Regions from separate parts of the Sus scrofa genome. Here region 2 is linked to region 1. The links are chromatin contacts, called in public Hi-C maps. All regions are on one chromosome and are shown on one strand. The core of a region is the stretch at or near the end of the contact, and the rest is flanking DNA. Distances in the headings are between cores, read along the strand shown.

Evidence for each region. A called contact is a pair of places that touch in the nucleus more often than the background predicts.
Region 2: a Hi-C map of subcutaneous adipose tissue shows a contact between it and region 1, with 1.8 times the contacts expected there. The contact joins two enhancer-like sites. A contact is called at or near these places in 4 of 47 Hi-C or Micro-C datasets (alveolar macrophages, embryonic fibroblasts, retroperitoneal adipose tissue and 1 more) and 1 of 2 datasets of contacts at active chromatin or transcription factors (skeletal muscle).

The regions. Positions count from the first base shown.
Region 1 is chr7:37,206,856-37,209,420 of Sscrofa11.1, reverse strand. All of the region lies in intron 8 of TAF8 (transcription initiation factor TFIID subunit 8), which reads right to left. Among named protein-coding and RNA genes, the nearest start is that of TAF8, 26 kb to the right of the region's middle. Within about 2 kb of position 1,295, at least 18 of the 83 cell types and tissues checked have an H3K27ac peak or open chromatin away from gene starts, as enhancers often do. A contact at or near this core is called in alveolar macrophages, retroperitoneal adipose tissue and subcutaneous adipose tissue, where this site is marked.
Region 2 is chr7:37,338,781-37,341,345 of Sscrofa11.1, reverse strand. The region is part of intron 17 of TRERF1 (transcriptional-regulating factor 1); the gene reads left to right. Among named protein-coding and RNA genes, the nearest start is that of MRPS10, 11 kb to the right of the region's middle. Within about 2 kb of position 1,280, at least 18 of the 83 cell types and tissues checked have an H3K27ac peak or open chromatin away from gene starts, as enhancers often do. A contact at or near this core is called in alveolar macrophages, retroperitoneal adipose tissue and subcutaneous adipose tissue, where this site is marked.

The DNA.
Region 1 (2,565 bases), core at 46-2,545:
AATTCATAAGTGAATGCATAACAGAATCCAAAAGAGGAGTTCCTGTTGTGGCTCAGTGGAAACGAATCTAACTAGTATCCACGAGGACGCAGGTTCGATCCCTGGCCTCGTTCAGTGGGTTAAGGATCTGGCATGGCTGTGAGCTGTGGTTAGGTCACAGATGTGGCTTGAATCCTGCATTGCTGTGGCTGTGGTGTAGGCCAGTGGCTACAGCTCCAATTCAACCCCTAGTCTGGGAACCTCCATATGCCATGGGTACCGCACTAAAAAGACAAAAAAAAAGAATCCAAAAGAAAGAGTTAGAATTCAGGGCACCATGGCTATTTTGTGGAGGCAAAATAGCTGACCAGGCTCAGGTTACCCACACAAACACTTGTAAGAGCCTCTGAGGATCTGACCCTTTTATTCCAAAGCCTCTTGGAGGGAGTTCTTGTTGTCGCTCGGTGGTAATGAACCTGACTAGTATCCATGAGGATGCAGGTTTGATCCCAGGCCTCACTCAGTGGTTAAGGATCCGGTGTTGCCATCAGCTGTGCTATAGGTCACAGATGTGGCTTGGATCTGGCTTTGCCGTGGCTGTGACGTAGGCCAGCAGCTCCACCTCTGATTCGACCCCTAGCCTGGGGACTTCCATATGCTTCAGGTGCAGCCCTAAAAAGAAATATAAATAAATAAATAAAAGCCTCTCCGGGAGTTCCCATTGTGGCACCATAGGATTGGCGGCATCTGTGCAGCACCAGGACACAGGTTCGATATCTGGCCCAGCATAGTGGGTTAAAGGATCTGGCAATGTGGAAACTGTGGCTCGGATCTAATCCTTGGCCCAGGAACTCCATATGGTGTGGGGGCAGCCAGGGAGGGGAAAAAAAAGCCTTTCAGATCATCAGCAACTCAGCTGCGTAAAGGAGCTGGGGCAGGGCCCCTTCCAACCCCACCCCATTCAAATGACCCCTTTCTTGTGATAATCCTGGTACAGATCCGGCAGATCTGATCCAGAGCCCGACCTGCCCAACATGGGGACAGCCTGAGGGCCAAGACCAGCTCTGCAAGCTTTACAAGCCAGAAGGCTTGTTACTGCTGACACCAAAGCAGTAGGCCACCTGAGTCCCCCTGTCCTTACTTCTTCCAGAAGCTTCACTTGCCAGCCCACCCCATTCAGATCTCAGCACAGCATTCATGGAGTCCTCAAATCTAATCTCCAGTGGCCGTGGTCCCTGTGACTTGGTGGGTGGTGTTGAAAGAGGCTCGTGTGTTGACTTGTCTCCTTGACTACACTGCCAGTGCCCTGGGGGAAGGGAGTTCCCTGTGAGTTTGTGTTTCCTCCTTCTCTGCTTGGTTCGGGGCTCAGTCTGCAGGGAGTAGTCACTCTTGGCCTTGGTGGTTCTCCTGGGGCCAGGACTCCCCCCCTCCCCACCCCAGTCAGCATGTTGGCTAAATGCCAGACCACGTGAAGATAACCACTGAGAAATGGTGTCTCTCAGGCTTCTCCAGCCAGAGTGCCTTCCAGCCAGAACAACCTCTGACGAGCTAAGTCATGGGCTGCTGTCAGCCCTCCCTGCTCAACTCACTCTGACTTGCACCTAAAGCCCTGATTAGCCCAGGAGGCTCCTCCCTGGCCCCTCCCTCACCCCCTCCACTGAGCAGCACCCCCTCTGACTCAGAGCTTGCGTGCTTGCTCTTCCCTCTCTCTGGAATGCTTTTCCATGCAGCTGGCCCTGTCAACACATATGGGGTCCTGCTCAGAGAGCTCTCCTTTCCCACCCTTTCTAAAACAGCACCCCTTGGGGAGTTCCTGCTGTGGTGCAACGGGATTGGTCGTGTCTTGGGAGCGCTGGGACCCAGGTTCGATTCCCCGGCCCAGCACTGTGGGTTAAGGAACTGGTGATGCCACAGCTGCGGCTTAGGTTGCAACTACATCTCAGATCTGATCCCTGGCCTGGGAACTCCATGTGCTGTGGGGAAGAGGGGAAGCCCAAACCAAAACAAAAAAAACCACAGCACCCCCCCAGCCCCTTCCACCTGCCCCTCCAGATCCACCCACTGACCCCTCGGCGACCCCTGGCCACAGGTCCTGGCAGAAGGGTCTGACATTGGCCTTGCTCCAGATTCTGGTAACTGCTTCCTCCGCTGCCTGTTACCCACCAGGTCCAGCTACCTGTGCTGTGTTCCTCCACACCTTTGGAGGCAATCTCTTCATTAACCCTTCCTCAAGTTACCCAACCTGAGAACACTGTGGCTTTTCTCTCGAGACCCCGATTCACCCTCTGACAAGATGTTTGTGAGCTGTCTGGCCCCAGTGAGACCATAAGGTCAGAGAACATAGCAGCTTAGTTATATCTATCACATCCCAGTGTTGGACTTGGCGCGGGTACATGATCGTTCAACACATATTTGTTGAATGCGTGAATGAAGAGGGGAAGGATCCATCTTATCTGGAGGGAGGATATGGAGGCTGGAAGGACAGGCCAGATTTTAGGAGGTGGAGTTCCCGCTGTAGCTCAGTGCGTTAAGAAACCGACTAGATCTGGGAGAATGCAGGTTAGATCCCTGGCCTTGAGCCTTGGG
Region 2 (2,565 bases), core at 31-2,530, 130 kb before region 1:
CTGGGAACTTCCATATGGAGCAAGTGCATCCCTAAAAGACAAGGGAAAAAAAAAAAGACTCTCCAGATTTTTCCATATACCATCCTTGGGAGTCTACATATCGCCTCATGGTAGGTGGACCTTGCCTTTGACTCAGAGTACAGTTATTCTGATGTCCTGAAGCTTCGTAAGGATGGACATCGTCAGAGAGCAAATCTCTACTGACACAATGACACCCTTTTCCAGAAATGGTAGATGGGACTCTGACTCCCATTTCTTCCTTCACACCCAAACCATAGTCACTAGTGCTGCTGTCTTTGCATCCCTGCTGAGTGATTGGCTCTAAAGCACTTAATCAGGAGCTCTCTGTGGCAGAAATGGCTTTCTTAGCAATACTGCTCATTCCTGCACCCAGGGCAGGCATTACCAATCAATTGCTACACTCTTTGCTCTCACATTAAGATGAGACTCAAATCCTTTCCAAGCCATCAAATCCTAATGCTTCAAGCTGGCACAACCAACTGATCAGAGTTGACTTGCGAGATAAAAGCTATTGGTCATCTCTGCCCATTTAAGTATAATATAAAGCAACAAAAAGAGGAAAACTGTCAGTAGGTAGTAATAAAAATACCTCATGCTGACGTTTACTGAGCACTTAATTTTATTCCATGCTTTATGCACATGAGCCCCTCTCAGAATCCACACACAGAAACTGCATGGGATGCAGATGCTGCTTTATCCTTGTTTTACAAATAAGGATTAAACATTAGGTAAAATGACTTGCCCCAGGTCATACCCCCAGTAAGAGCAGAGCTGAGGTTTGAACCTATGTGTGTTGAGAAACAGAGCCTGGGCTTCTGACCACTGTTCCATCCTGTTGGTTTGCTTTGTTTATTTTATCAGTGATGGTCGGTTGCCCACAGATCCCTCCCACAGCATCCTGTGTAGAATTCCAGTTTCCTTCTCAGTGAGTGTGCCGCCTAGAGAGGCTGTCATCGGTGACTTCCTTTGGGAGCCTTTTGCTCCGTTTCTCCTCCCATAATGGCCAGTGCCGTAAACGTGCAGTGTTCACCTGAGAGATACCCCCGGGTAGCTGCTGAAACTCGACCAAGAGAACATTCTTGGCTGTAAGAATGCGGCCACCTTGGACCTCCGTTTATAATATTCATTCTAATGGAACAGTTCAGGCACTTTTGAGGCGTTTTGATAGTTGCTGCCTTTTATCAGTTCCTCAGTATTTGCCTGGCACGGTTTTAAAGGCTATCACGTGGGGAGTTCCTGTTGTGGTGCAGCGGAAACGAATGTGACTAATATTCTTGAGGTTGCGGGTCCTATCCCTGGCCTCGCTCTGGGTCAGGGATCCGGCGTCACTGTGAACTGCGATGTAGGTCGCAGACGCGGATCGGATCCCACATGGCTGTGGCTGTGGTGTAGGCCAGCAGCTGCAGCTCTGACTTGACCCCTAGCCTGGGAACCTCCATCTGCTGTGGGTGATATTTCATGTATTGATGAATTTGACAGGCCCCAAGAGGTCGGTACTCTTATTAGCCTTAGGTCGGTGGCACCTGCCACAGTGAATTGAAACTAGCAGCTCTCCTTCCCTCTGTGAAACAGAGATGGGGAGACTGACTTAAGTGTGGGCCCCCTCCTCTGAGCTCTGACGTCCTTCAGACCCACATGTCCTCTTCATGTCACCGAGAAATAAGTGAGCCCCCGGATTGCTCATGAGGCTTATTTCCTAGAAATAATGCAACTCCCTCAGGCTGACTCCATCTGTTTGCCCTGGGGTAGAAGAGCTGGGGGCCTGGAGTCTCCCCAGTTTCTTCTGGGAGGAAAGAAACCTTCCACCCCCTCACCTCTAATAGGCTACAACTCCTTCCTCCACTAGGTGGCAACAAAGAACATTTTGACAACTGAAAAACATAGGTTATTTCCAGCTCTCAGGCTCTCCATTAAATGTTTTTCTTGTCTTATTTTTATGTTGCTTAGGACCTTTTTCTCCCATAACTCCAGTTAAGATTTTATGGAAAATAGGAATGCTTTCTCTGGTTTTCCAGACTCGGAATAACACTAGGCAGATGTTTGCAGAATGCTTCTTTTAGCTGCTGAAATCGTGTTCATTCCAGTTAACAGTTTTCAGTTATGTCCAGGGGTGACGCATCAACTCTAAGACATGGGTCTTAGAAACGGGTTTTTGTTTTTTTTTTTTCTCCTTTGTGAGCTCAGGAATGATGAATTATGTCACCCTCCCTCTCCAAAAGCAGGCAGTCTCACAGCTGGACAAACTTTCTCTGAAAAAGGTCCAGATCAAAATATTTTAGGTTTTGCATGTCTGTCTCTGTCACAGCTATTTTAATTTTGCTATTTTAATGCAGAAGCAGCCGCAGATGATCCAGAAACAAATAGACATGGCTGTGTTCTGGTAGGACTTTATTTACAAAGAAGAGGCAGGGGTATTTACAAAGAAGAAGCAGGGGGCTGGATTGGGCCCAATGACCATGGTCAGCAGGCTCCTCATCCCCGGGTTTCTCAGCCTCGGAACTGACATTTCGGGGGCTGTTGATTCCTTGTTTGGGGAGGAGGGCC